2 separate regions of the Mus musculus genome follow, and region 1 is linked to region 2. The links are chromatin contacts, called in public Hi-C maps. All regions are on one chromosome and are shown on one strand. The core of a region is the stretch at or near the end of the contact, and the rest is flanking DNA. Distances in the headings are between cores, read along the strand shown. Region 1 has its middle 120 kb from the start of Adam6b. Region 2 has its middle 8.5 kb from the start of Gm25622.

Region 1 (6,885 bases), core at 2,751-5,250, 140 kb after region 2:
TTTCCCTTTCTCTTTCTTCATCATTCCTACCCACTACCCCATCTAGTTCTTGCACACAGTCTTATATTTGAACCCAGCTCTTACTATCTTCTTGCTAATAGGCATGTACAGATATGAGGTGCAGAGTGGCTACAGGAGAGGCCTGCAGCAGGGAGGTGAGACGACTAGTTTCCCTGGAGCTGTCTCCAGTTCTCTCACCTCACTGGATTCCCACATCCTCACTTGCCACTGCTGCCTGAGCCATCTCAGGTCTTCAAAGGTCTCAGGCTGGTTCATGTACCCTTTCCTGTCAGAGTGTTCCTAGTTGCCCTGGCTAGACCTACAGAGTTCCTGTGCTTGACCTGGTACCCTAGCACTCCAGCCTGCCTCAGTACACTGTGGTCACTCACACTGGCTTCCCCCACAACCACCTGTCCTAGTTCCCTTGTGATAACCCAGTCCACTTTTCCACACTCCTATCTGCCCCAGAACCCTTAGCTTGATCTGGTCCCCCTCCCCAAACGCCCACCTTTTCCAGTCACCATGTAGATACTCAGCCTGGACATTCAAGCTTCTACAAACCTTTTCCTCTGTAACTGCTCCATCTGTCCTATCTACTTGGTTCCTCTGCTCAGGAATTACCTCCTACCCTGACCCAGGAGCTGCATAACCTGGGACCCTGTGATCTGATAGCCCCAGCTCCCCTGTGGCCCTTCAGGCAGGTTATTCACATTTCCATCTAACCCAGCTCACCTGTAGCTGCCCAACCTAGTCCTCATACTCCCTCCTACCCCAGCTCACCTGTAGCTGCTCAGCTTAATATCCTATGCTTCCACCTACCTCAGCTCCCCAGCCAGGTCTCCATACTCCCACTTACCCTGGCTCACCTGTAGCTGCCCAGCCTGGTCCTCACAACCCCACCCACCCCAGCTCCCTGAGAGCTGCCCAGCCTGGTCCCCATACCCTCACTTACCCTAGCTCCCTCCAGAGCTGCCCAGCCTGGTCCCCACAGCTCCACCTCCCCAGCTCCCTGAGAGCTGCCCAGCCTGGTCCCCACACTCCCTCCTACCCCAGCTCACCTGTAGCTGCTCAGCTTAATATCCTATGCTTCCACCTACCCTAGCTCCCCCAGAGCTGCCCAGTCTGGTCCCTACACTTCCACTAACCTCAGCTGCCCCAGAGCTGCCCAGGTTAGTCCCCATACTCGAACCTACCCCAGCTCCCCCAGAGCTGCCCAGCTTGGTCCCCACATCCTCACTTATCCTAGCTCCCTCCAGAGCTGTCCAGCCTGCTCCTATACTCCAACCTACCCCAGTTCACCTGAGAGCTGCCCAGCCTGGTCCCCACAACCCCACCTCCCCAGCTCCCCAAGAGTTTCCCAGCCTGGTCCCCACAACCCCATGTACCCCAGCTTCCCCAGAGCTGTCCAGCCTGGTTCCCATACTCCAACCTACCCCAGCTCACCTCTAGCTGCCCAGCCTGGTCCCCACAACCCCACCTACCCCAGCTCCCCCAGAGCTGTCCAGCCTGTTTCCCATGCTCCAACCTACCCTAGCTCCCCCCAGAGCTGTCCAGCCTGGTCCCTACACTCCCACCAACCCCAGCTGCCCCAGAGCTGCCCATCCTGGTCCCCACACCCTTACCTCTCCTGGGCTCCCCCAGAGCTACCCAGCCTGGTCCCCATACCCTTACCTCTCCTGAGCTCCCCCAGAGCTGCCTAGCCTGGTTCCTATACCCCACCTACCCCAGCTCCTCAGAGCTGCCCAGCCTGGTCCCCACATCCCACCCACCCTAGCTCCCCAGAGCTGCCCAGCCTAGTCCCCACACCCCCAACTACCCTAGCTCCCCAGAGCTGTCCAACCTGTTCCCCACAACCCCACATATCTCAGCTCCTTCCAGAGCTGTCCAGCCTGGTTCCCATGCTCTAACCTACCCCAGCACCCCCACAGCTATCCACCCTGGTCCCCACATCCTCACTTACCCTAGCTACCCCCAGAGCTGTCCAGCCTGGCCCCCATAGCTCCACCTCCCCAGCTCCCTGAGAGCTGCTCAGCCTGGTCCCCACAACCCCACCTACCCCAGCTCACCTGTAGCTGCTCAACTTAATATTCTATACTTCCACCTACCCTAGCTCCCCCAGAGCTGCCCAGCCTGGTCCCTACACTCCTAACAACCCCAGCTGCCCCAGAGCTGCCCAGCTTGGTCCCCATACCTTCATCTCTCCTGGGCTCCCCCAGAGCTGTCCAGCCTGGTCCTCACACCCTCACCTACCCTAGCTCCCCAGAGCTGCCCAGTCTGGTCCCTACACCCTCACCCACCCTAGCTCACCAGAGCTGCTGCCCAGCCTGGTCCCCACATCCCACCTACCCCAGCTCCCTAGAGCTTCCCAGCCTGGTCCCCACACCCCACCTACCCCAGCTCCCCAGAGCTTCCCAGCCTGGTCCCCACACCCCACCTACCCCAGATCCCCAGAGCTGCCCCAGCTCTACTGTAGGTGCTCAGTCCAGTTTTCTGAGCTCCTAAGGTTTCCATAATCCCCCAGGATCATGGAAACTCCTCCGGGGTCCCTGGAAATGTTCAGTCTGGTTTTCCATGTTCCCACTTGCTTCAGCTTCCCTGTAGCATCCATCTTAGCCTGTTTTCCTAAACTCCCAGGACTATCCTGAAGCTGTGGAACTGCCACCTGGCTCTCTGTAGATTCTCAACCCGGTCCTCCATATTCCCACCTGCCCAGCTCCTTTGTAGCTCAGATTCTGGTACTTCACACCCTCACCTACCCCTGTTCTCCTTTAACTTCTCAGCTTGGCTGTGCACACTCTCAGCTTCCCCAGCCCCACTATGGTTGCTTGGTCAGACTCCTTATGCTCCTTTCTCCTCTAGATCTCCTGTAGCTGGTTATTCTATTTTCCCATATTCCCAGCTACACCAGCTCCCACATAATGGCTTATCCAGGTCCCCTATGCTCTCCTGTGGCTGCTCAACTTGGTACCTTAAAATTTTAGGTGCCTCAGTTCCTCTCAGCTGTTTCATAGTTCCCTGAGCTCCTCAGCATGCCTTTGTCCTCCCAAAAGTCCAGCCTCCACAGCTCACCTGGAGCTGTCCCACCTGATCCTAGGAGTTTCCTATACTTCTTCCTGCCCGTCTTGGCTTCGAGCTCAGCTCCTCATCTTGTCTCTTCAGCACCGAGATTGACTCCTAAACCTTAGAGTTCCACACTCTTGGCTTCCCCAGCAGGCCTAGAGTCCCTCTTAGATGAGCTTTGTATTCCTCCATGCCTACTTTCCTCTATAAACTCACCTTTGTTAGTCCTGCAGATTTCTGCTGCAGAGATCTTGCTCCTCTGGCCACCTCTTCTCTGCTGACTCAGCGAATTTGGTCCTGCCAGCTTCCAGACAGACCAAGTTCATCTTATCTTAGGTATCCTGATATATCCCATCATCTCCTTGAGGCTGACTCTGGTGGTGGTGGTAGCAGTAGTTGTTGTTTTTGTTGTGTGTGTTCAGATCCACTTGCCCATGTTCCAGCCTGTGGCATCCCTGGACCCTGTCTGGTTGACATTCTTCAGGCCATCACCTTACCTGTGCATCAGAGAGACCCCCTCCACAGTCTGGTATTTCGACTTCTTCCCACTCTTCCATGGGTTGTTGGTTGTTCCGTTTTGCTGATATCCACTGCTGACTCAGGTCTCAAGGCCTTCTTCCACTGTACTCTCCTTTACCGGCCGACACAACTCATGCATGGGAAATATGAAAGTGACTGCCTTCTTTTTTGTGACGGTCCATAGCTCTCAGGAGCTTAGCTTTGGGATCTTTCCTCTTAGGAGTTGCAACCCAATTGTCACAAAGGTCTGAATGCTACCCCACACCCATCTCTCTGCACAGGCTAAGAACAGGATTGAAACTGGTTCACAGAAGGTACTACCTAAAGTTCCCCTTTCTTGTCAGGGGATAAAGGGAGTCTAGATCAGGTTCAAGATGCATCACGTGGATGGGTGGGGGTGGATGAGATAGTACCCTTGAGACCCAGGGGAGAAATGAGGAAACCTGGTCCTTACCTGCTTCTCTATGCTCATAGCCTCCTTAGGTTCCTGGGCTGGCTGAGACTGTTCACTCTATCTTTACCACCTCCCTGGAGAGGGAGGCTTCTTATTCAACTAAAAGCCCAAACATGACTGCAGTGGGTCCCTGTTATCTCTTAACAGTGCTTCCTTAGGGAAATCCCAACCAATCTGTGGTTTAGGGAAGAGAATGGGGGTAAAACTGGTACAGCAGTGTGGGGTGCACAGAGCAGTGAACTACATGGGAAGAAGTAAGCAATGACCACATAGGACCAGAGAGGCATGTGCTAGAGGGTGAAGTACTAGGTCTACAGGGTTCTGGAGCTGAAGGAGGTGCTCCAGGATCACAGGGCATAGGAATATGGCTACCTTCTTCAAGAGTATTGATACACTCTAAATTTGAAGGCCAAGGGTATTTTGGAAAGACCTCCTTGGGTGTAGAGACACTGTCACCATGTAGGAGAAGGCAAGAGTGAGTGTGGGGTTCAGGGTAAGAGAAGAGGCAGTAGTGGAGCTAGAGCTGAGATCATTTGGTTCCCATTAGAAAAATACCCTGGAAAGGACAAGAAGCACAGAGACATCCAGGGAAGTCAGGCCAGGCCAGGGATGCCCATGCTGGGAAGGTTCATGACAGACTTACTGGGTGTGAACCTCAGGAGGAAGTCAAGGAGGAAGATTCGAGGAGGGCTGAGGTCAAGCTGGAGCCCAGAGCCCAGATTTAGGAATCAAAGTAGCAGGCAGGCTGAGGAAGTGTCCCGTGGACACTGTGTCAGTGCAGAATCAGAGCCAAGAGTCTAGCAGTGGTATTTGTTCACCCTCTGTAGCTTAGAGCCAACTCAGATGGCTTAGCCTGTATGATCAGGGTCATGGACATGAGTTTGTGAAGAGCTCGTGGGGCCTGAGAACAGGGGGCCACTAATCATGCCAGATACTACAGCCTTAGTTACTTTTATATTGTTGTGACCAAATATAAGTGACCAAGGTAATTTATAAAAGAAAGCATTTATTTGGGGTTGCTAGGTTAGGAGGGTTAGAGTCCATGACCATTATGGCAGGGTGCATGACAGCAGGTGGGGAGGCAGGAAACTGAAGTAGTAGCTGAGAACTTATATCTTGATCTACATGCCCGAGACTGAGCAAGCTAACTGGGAATGGCATAGGCTTTTGAAGCCTCAAAACCTGTTCCCAGTGACATAGCTCTTCCAACAAAGCCAACCTTCTAATCCTTTCTAGACAGTTTCATCAGTTGTGGACCAAGTAGTTAGACATATTAGTTTATGGGGGCTGTTCTCATTCAAACCACCAGATAGGTTCCTGGCCATATCATATTGCAAAATGTAGTTAGCCCTATATTAGAGGTCCCCGTAGACTTTTAAAGTTTCAGTACAATTTAAAAGTGCAAAATGGAAAGTCTCTTCTGAGACTCAAGGGAATCTCTTTATTGTAACCCCCCATAACGTCCTAAAGAAAATTACATACTTTCAGCATTCAATGATACTGAAAATATATTTTCATCCCAAAAGGGAAGAATTAGGGTATGTTGAGGAAATATTCAACAAAAGCAGAACAAACTCCAAATCCTGTAGCGTCATGTCTAATGTCAAAGGGTTTAAACGGCTTCCAACTTTCCAGCTTTGATGACCACACACACTTCTCTCATGGGATGGTTGTATTACCTGTATGTATATTTCCCTGGCAGCCATCCCATGGCTCTGACATCTCTGGCATTATGGGGTCTTCAGTACAATTCAGATTTCACTTTTATAACTTTATGCTATGGCCTATCAGTGACTCCACGCCCTGTCACACAGCCAGACTCATAAACTCCTTAGCACAGAGGAAGAGTCTATAGCCCCTTTACTTAAGTATCCTTCATGACTCTAAAGCCGTAGCCATGTAGTTGATAATGCCAAGTTTATCTGTCCACTTGGAATGGGACATGACTTTCTCCTGGAAATTATAATCAAAATTAAAAAAAAAATCCTAGCATGGTCAGGCCTTTCATAGCAATAACACACTCCTTGGTACCAACTTCTTTCTTAGTTACTTTTCTATTTCTATGATTAGATGCTATGATCAAGGTAACTTATAAAAGAAGACATTTATCTGGGGCTTACAATTTCAGAGGGTTAGAGGGCATGGTCACTATGATCGGGAACATTGTAGTAGGCAGGTAGTAGGCATGAAGTTGGAGCAGTAGCTGAAAGCATATATCTTAAGACACGAGGTAGAGAGAGCTAACTGGGAATGGCATGGACTTTTGAAACCTCAAAACCTGATCCCAGTGACATAGCCCCTCCAACAAGGCCATACCTCCTAATCCTTCCCAGAAAGTTCTACTGATTGGGAACCAAGGATTCAAACGTATGAGTCTACAGGGGCCATTCTCATTCAAATCACTACAGACAGTAATAAACCAGGGAAGGAACAAGGGCGATACAGGACTGCAGGAGCCAAGATGGCAGGGAAGGCAAAGCTGATGAAGAGGATGGAAGGCCAACTGAGGGAACTTCACACAGATGGCCTATTCAGGAAATCCTCGAGTGGAGTGGGGTTAAGACAATACAGATGAGTAATTCAAGTGAACATCTGATGCTAACAAGCCCAGTTGCTGAACTTTGCCTGGTCTTTGCAAAGGGCCAGCGCCCTGGGAAGGATTAGAAAGATGTCTTAGACCCAGATATGTCTGATAGGATACTCACATATCCCCCCTATCTTGTAGCCAGAACCACAGTCCCATGTTTTCTTTCTAGATCCTGGCTGTGGGGACATTTCTGGCTCCATGGTGATCTGGGGATGCCTGGATAAAGGCTAGTTTCTTGAGCTGATGGACATGTATACTGGAATCC
Region 2 (6,100 bases), core at 1,339-3,838:
CTCGCTTAAGATCTTGGCCTAGGCTTCCAGGAACATGTAAATAAGAAAAGGAATAAGAGAAAACAAAACAGATAGATTGCCATGAGAACTATGGCTCAATAATTTTTCTCCGGCAAAGAGTTCCATAGTTGGTTCCAGGAAGTCTTCCCCTTTTGAGGTCGATCGCCACAGTCTGTGGAACTTGTCACACAGATCCAACTGGGGGTGGTGTGGCACCAGAGAATCCTGGCCAATAGCGAGACTGTAACACCATCACACAATCTCTATTTCTACCAGTGTTGGCCTCTTACACACACAGCGGCATATATACATGCTCTCTGAGTACGTGTTTGTCACTTGTGCCTGAGAGTCTACCCGGCTGGGTGGGGCCAATTCTTTGAACTTGGCTTAGCAGAGGTTGCAGTGGTGCATCTAGCCACCAGGGGGCACATGAGCTCTGCACTGTGCATTGTGGTCCTTAGTTGACCTGCCAATGTGATCTGACTCCACTGTTCCAGGGCAGGGACTGACCACACTCCCTCAGTGTCAGACAGTGGGTATCCCACCATGCCTTAGAAACTCAAAGCCCACAGGGAAGTGTAGGTGGGGTTGGCTGGAGACACTGGCCCTCAGAATTCCTTAATTCTGTCAAATTTCACGAACATCTCTTCACTTCAGTCATAAATTCTCTTAGTGTGGGGTGTGGCTGTGTGTCCACATGGGATGTGGAGTCTAGGCTGCTGAGGAGCCTGGCTTGGGCCTTGGAACCTGCTGCCAGTAACTGTGCACACACATGGCATGCACAGAGCCTGGGCATTACCATGAGGTGGACATGAGCCTGGGTGGGTAAGCCTGCACCCCTACCTTCACTACCAAGTGCAGCCTTAGACACATGGGACACATGCCCTTCCCCATCGTAACTGTATGACTAGTCAGAGCATGCGCTGTCTCCCACACTAGAGGAAGAGCTACTGACCCCACCTGCCTTGAGAAAACAGCCCTTCCCCAACCTGCTCTAAGAGCTCTAAGGAGAGTTTCGAGTAGGCAGTAAGTGCAATTCTACCAGAGGCCACATGAGGCCAGTAGAGTCTTGCTCTTGCAGGCCTCAGGCCCATGCTGGTTAGAACAGGGCTGGGAGGAACTTTGTAGTCATAGTAGACTCTGTGGAGCTCTGAGCTCAGAGCCCCTCCTGGTGACTGCAATTTGGTCAGTCAGAGAATCCCGGTCAACAGTGAGACTTTAACACCATCACATGACCTCTGGATTTCTACCAATGTTGTTTTCTCTCCACGCCCGACTCATTTGTGATGTGAACAGTGCTGGAGCCTCAGCGGGGAGGAGGATTAGAGACATAAATGTCTAAACACACACACACACACACACACACACACACACACACACACACACACACACACACACACTGGAGGGTCAGAGATGTCTAGTTGGGCCTTCGTCTCTTCTGTTATTTGGCGACTCCATTTAGATTTCTTTCACATATGTATATATATATATTTTAAAAAAATTATTTACTTATTATATGTAAGTACACTGTAGCTGTCTTCTGACACTCCAGAAGAGGGAGTCAGATCTCATTACGGATGGTTGTGAGCCACCATGTGGTTGCTGGGATTTGAACTCAGGATCTTTGGAAGAGCAGTCAGTGCTCTTAACCACTGTGCCATCTCTCCAGCCCCCTATATGTATATATTTTAAGAAGCTTCTATCGTAGTAGTTTTCTGTAGGTGCCAGGTTTTGAACTTGGCTTGGCACAGCATGCAGTGGTGCATCTGTCCACCAGGGGGCACCTGAGCACTACGCTGTGGTCATTGTGGAGACGCCACAGGTGTATCTCAGGTGCTTAGGCAACCAGCTAGTGTGACAGCCCTGACCAGTCTCACGACTGGCCTAACCGTGCTTCCTCAGTGCCAGACACCAGATTGCAAAGTATCGTTAGGCCCTAGGAACCCAACAGGTATTAGGGACAGTGCAGGTCGGGGGCGGGGCGGCTGGAGCTGGTGGCCCTGGGTACCCCCTAATTCTGTTGACACTTAGCCCTCTCCCCACCTACCTCAGTTATTAATTCTCTTTGTTTCCTGGCGTGTCCATGGATCTGTGTGGAATATGGGACTGTAGACTGCCCAGGAGCCCAGACTGGGGCTTATTTATTTATGTAATTTTTTATTTTTCCTGTTGCTGGTACATTGTGCACAAGATATGTACAGAGTCTTGGGGTAACCACGAGGAGAATATAAGCCTTCTCTCCCAAACTGCAGTACAAGCCTGAACTCTCAACTTGATCATCAAAACCCAGGCATGTACTCCTGGTCGCTTTAGCTCAGTGGTTCTCAATCTTCCTTACGTTGTGACCTTTTAATACAGCTCTTTATGTTGTCATCCCAACCGTAAAATTATTTTTTTTGCTACCTCATAACTGTAATTTGTTTACTGTTTCAAATCATCTGACTTTCAACTAGTGTGGAAAAGACATCGGACCCCTTAGCGGGGATCCTGACACACAGGTTGAGAACCAGTGCCTTAGTCCCTCTGCGCCTGCGTAAGAGGAGCTTCCTGTGGGCTGCAAAGATAATACCACCAATGGCCACATGGTGGCAGCAGAGATCTGCTCCTGGGGGCACCTTCTCCAGTCGCAGTTCCTGTTCCCCTGTCATACTATTTCCACCAGTGTCTACATTTATCATGGGTGATACATGAACTCCCTGGGACACAGATGTGTAAACATGGGGACACACACATGGACATTTGCGTGTGTACATACTCTGGGTCTGTTTTGTTACTGAAAGTACACCTGGTTGGGTAGAGCCAAGTATCTGAATCCGGCCTTCCGTGTGCAGTGACACACATGGTCACCAGGGGGCGCACGAGCCCTGTATTACACCACTCTGGAGCCCCAGCAGGCACACCTGGAGTTGAGGCATCACTGGTCCATCTGTGCCTTGACCAGCCCCAGGGCTAGGCCTGATCACATCCCCTGTGTGCCAGTCTTGATTGGCAGGGGTGGGGGCGGGGGTCCCAACAGACCCCAGGAAGCCAATAGCACAGAGGATGCTGGGACAATTACACAGGGGTCAGGAGGTGTGCTCCTGGGTCAGGAGTTTAAGTCTGCACTCTCAATACAGACTTATAATAAGGCACATGTCCCTACCCACCCTAAATAGGTGGGGTGTGTGCTTCCATCTAAAATAACTAGATAGGAATACATCCCTTTAGTCCATAGCTACACGGGGCAGGCCGCCCTTCACACCCTGACAAACCCTCCTTGCCCCCATCATCCCTAGGGAGAGCGTCTGCGTGGTGTGTGTGCAACGCTGGCTATGCTCACACGGGGGCAGCAGAGTTTGCTTGCTCAGTGCCAGCTCTGAGCTGCTGAGGCAGATGTAACCTGACTATAGTGCTCACTATGGAGACCAGGGCAGGCCTTTTCCACTTTTGCTGGACTGGGCAAAGGCTGTACCTTTGCTCTGAGCTGTGCAGGGCTGAACTTAGGCTTGTAGCTAGCACCCCACTGAGTTTAGTGCTCGGACAGGACACCAAGTGAGGTGTTGAGACAAGTCATGGGGAGTCCCCTTACCTACTTGCCTGGCTTGGGCAGCTCTGTGGGGTCTGAGAGGGTGGCGGGAAACAGAGCTGCCTCAGTTGTTGCCCTGGGAGGGGAGCCTGGTTTGCAGGCTACATGGGCATTCAGTAAGCAGTCTGGCTGGGAGGGTCAGGCCCCTCGTGAGATAAGGACACAGGTTCGAGGTGCTCAGGTCTGTGGGAGCCTTCAGAGACATGCTATATGATCCCCATCTGAGCTTGGAGATCAGCAAGGTGAACGCAGTAGGCTGCCTGTCCCATCTGGCTATGTTTCTGTTTGTTCCTCTAGAGAGGCACACATGCCTATAGCCCCGAGATTCCTTCTGACAACCCTAAGGCCACACTCCATCTGTTCGCAGCCATTCCCAACTACGCCTCCTGCACAGGTCCACTTATGAGCTATGTCTTATGCTGCCCAAGGTTATAAAACAGGCCACAGGCAAGCCAGCAGCTGCGCGTGTATCTTCAGACTCAACTCTACAGTGCTTTCCTCCACGGACTTGGTGTCCCTAGCTCTGAACCCATGACATTTCTGTAGAGAGGGTCTCCATGTAGCTGCATGGAAGTAAGATAGCCAAGGCAAGGCTAAGACCAAAGTGGCTCTGATAGAGCCAGCTCGGGGGCAGACCCTGGGACGCTCTCCTAAAGAGCCACTGGAAATGTGGGCCAACTCTTCACCCTTTCTCTGGAACAAGTGTGTAGCAAGAACGATGGGACCAAAGGATTGCTGTCACCCTTCCAATCAGATGGGTCATTCCAGCTTCTATAATGGGAGCCAGGGTGTGTGGCAAGATCCTGCCTAGGGCTGGGGAATCTTACCCATGTCTGATGGCCATGGAGCCACATGGAGCTTAGTGCCCTCAATGGACATCCCTGTATTCTAACCACCTGGGACCTTGTCAAGCTGATGTGTGATTCTGTGCTCCCTGAGGGGCTATGAGGGCTCAGGACAGCTGGTGTCAAACATGGACATGAGGGGTTCAGGAGGGGCACAGAGCTGGAGGGTTTTCACTGTCCAGACAGCAAACCTGAGCCAGATAAGCTGCAGAGTCGATGTTAGGCCTCACCTGGCCTGCGCAGTGTGAGGTCACCGGCATGTTCATCAACACCCCTGATCTCCTAGTTCATTACTCTCTCTGTGCAGCCTCTCCTTCCATTGCTGGTACACGTCAACTTCCACCCAGTCCTCTAGAGGGAGCCCCTGAGCACCCCAGCCGTCTGCTTTCAGGACAGGATGGTGGGGCAAGGGCTGTTTCTTGGACCCTGGGACACTCAGCCCTTTACACCTTGCTCCAATGTGTGTTAGAGTCTAACAACCTTTGTTTCTGCCAGTCTCTCTCTCTCTCTCTCTTTTTTAAGGTTTTCATTTTAGACCTGTAATTTATTTATCTTATATTCTCATGAGCCCCTCCCCCACCCCTCTCTCTCTGTGTGAGCTTCTATGTTTCACATGTATGGAGGATCCTTCAGGGCACCCCGGAACTGGAATTACAGTAATGCACTGCCATGTGGGTGCTGGGAATTGAATCTGGATTCTTTGGAAAAGCAGCCAGTGCTCTTAACCCTTGAGTTATCTCTCCAGCCCCTCTGATGTGTGTGTGTGTGTGTGTGTGTGTGTGTGTGTGTGTGTGTGTGCACGCGCAGGGGAAACCCAGGGCCTCCTGTGAGCAGCCATGTTCTAGCCCAGGAGGCAAGCGTGCTTTAGCACTGAGCTGTGTCCCCAGTCCCAACTTTTGCTTTAGCAAACATGCCTCAGAGAGCATGTGTTCGCCACATTCTGTGCATTAAAGTGTTATTAGAAATTAAGTTGTTTTTTTTTTAAACAGATAAAAACACAAGGCATAATTACAACAGCCCCAAACCACGTGTGGAGATTGCTGGGTGAGGGCACACAAGTCAGAGCTGGAGTTCTCTGCCAGGCTTGGTGCCTGGACTCCTGGGGTCTGGGGCCTCCAGTGAGATTGGCTGCTCCAGGGTTGCTGCTCACCCCAGCCCCTTTGTTTTTTCCCTGACTAGGTTCGCAGGAGAGGTGTGTGTGCTGGTGAGACTCCGTGGCAGCTGGTGCTTGTGGCCGGGTGGAGATTGGTTCTTGCATTCTTTGGAGCCCCACATCAATGGGGCACAGCTGGCCCTTCTATAGGCTCCTTACTTCTATAGGCTCCTTACTTCTATAGGCTCCTTACTTCTATAGGCTCCTTACTTCTATAGGCTCCTTACTTCTATAGGCTCCTTACTTCTATAGGCTCCTTACTTCTATAGGCTCCTTACTTCTATAGGCTCCTTACTTCTATAGGCTCCTTACTTCTATAGGCTCCTTACTTCTATAGGCTCCTTACTTCTATAGGCTCCTTACTTCTATAGGCTCCTTACTTCTATAGGCTCCTTACTTCTATAGGCTCCTTACTTCTATAGGCTCCTTACTTCTATAGGCTCCTTACTTCTATAGGCTCCTTACTTCTATAGGCTCCTTACTTCTATAGGCTCCTTACTTCTATAGGCTCCTTACTTCTATAGGCTCCTTACTTCT

Evidence for each region. A called contact is a pair of places that touch in the nucleus more often than the background predicts.
Region 1: a contact with region 2 is called in a Hi-C map of the CH12 cell line, with 3 times the contacts expected there. The contact joins two enhancer-like sites. A contact is called at or near these places in 1 of 39 promoter capture datasets (liver), 2 of 15 datasets of contacts at CTCF or cohesin (CD8 T cells and large pre-B cells), 5 of 484 Hi-C or Micro-C datasets (CD4 T cells, the CH12 cell line, Th1 cells and 1 more) and 2 of 115 datasets of contacts at active chromatin or transcription factors (Th17 cells and large pre-B cells).

The regions. Positions count from the first base shown.
Region 1 is chr12:113,362,636-113,369,520 of GRCm38.p6, forward strand. It overlaps Igh. Among named protein-coding and RNA genes, the nearest start is that of Adam6b, 120 kb to the right of the region's middle. Within about 2 kb of position 4,001, at least 5 of the 459 cell types and tissues checked have an H3K27ac peak or open chromatin away from gene starts, as enhancers often do. A contact at or near this core is called in the CH12 cell line, where this site is marked.
Region 2 is chr12:113,219,638-113,225,737 of GRCm38.p6, forward strand. No RefSeq gene overlaps it. Among named protein-coding and RNA genes, the nearest start is that of Gm25622, 8.5 kb to the left of the region's middle. Within about 2 kb of position 2,589, at least 76 of the 459 cell types and tissues checked have an H3K27ac peak or open chromatin away from gene starts, as enhancers often do. A contact at or near this core is called in the CH12 cell line, where this site is marked.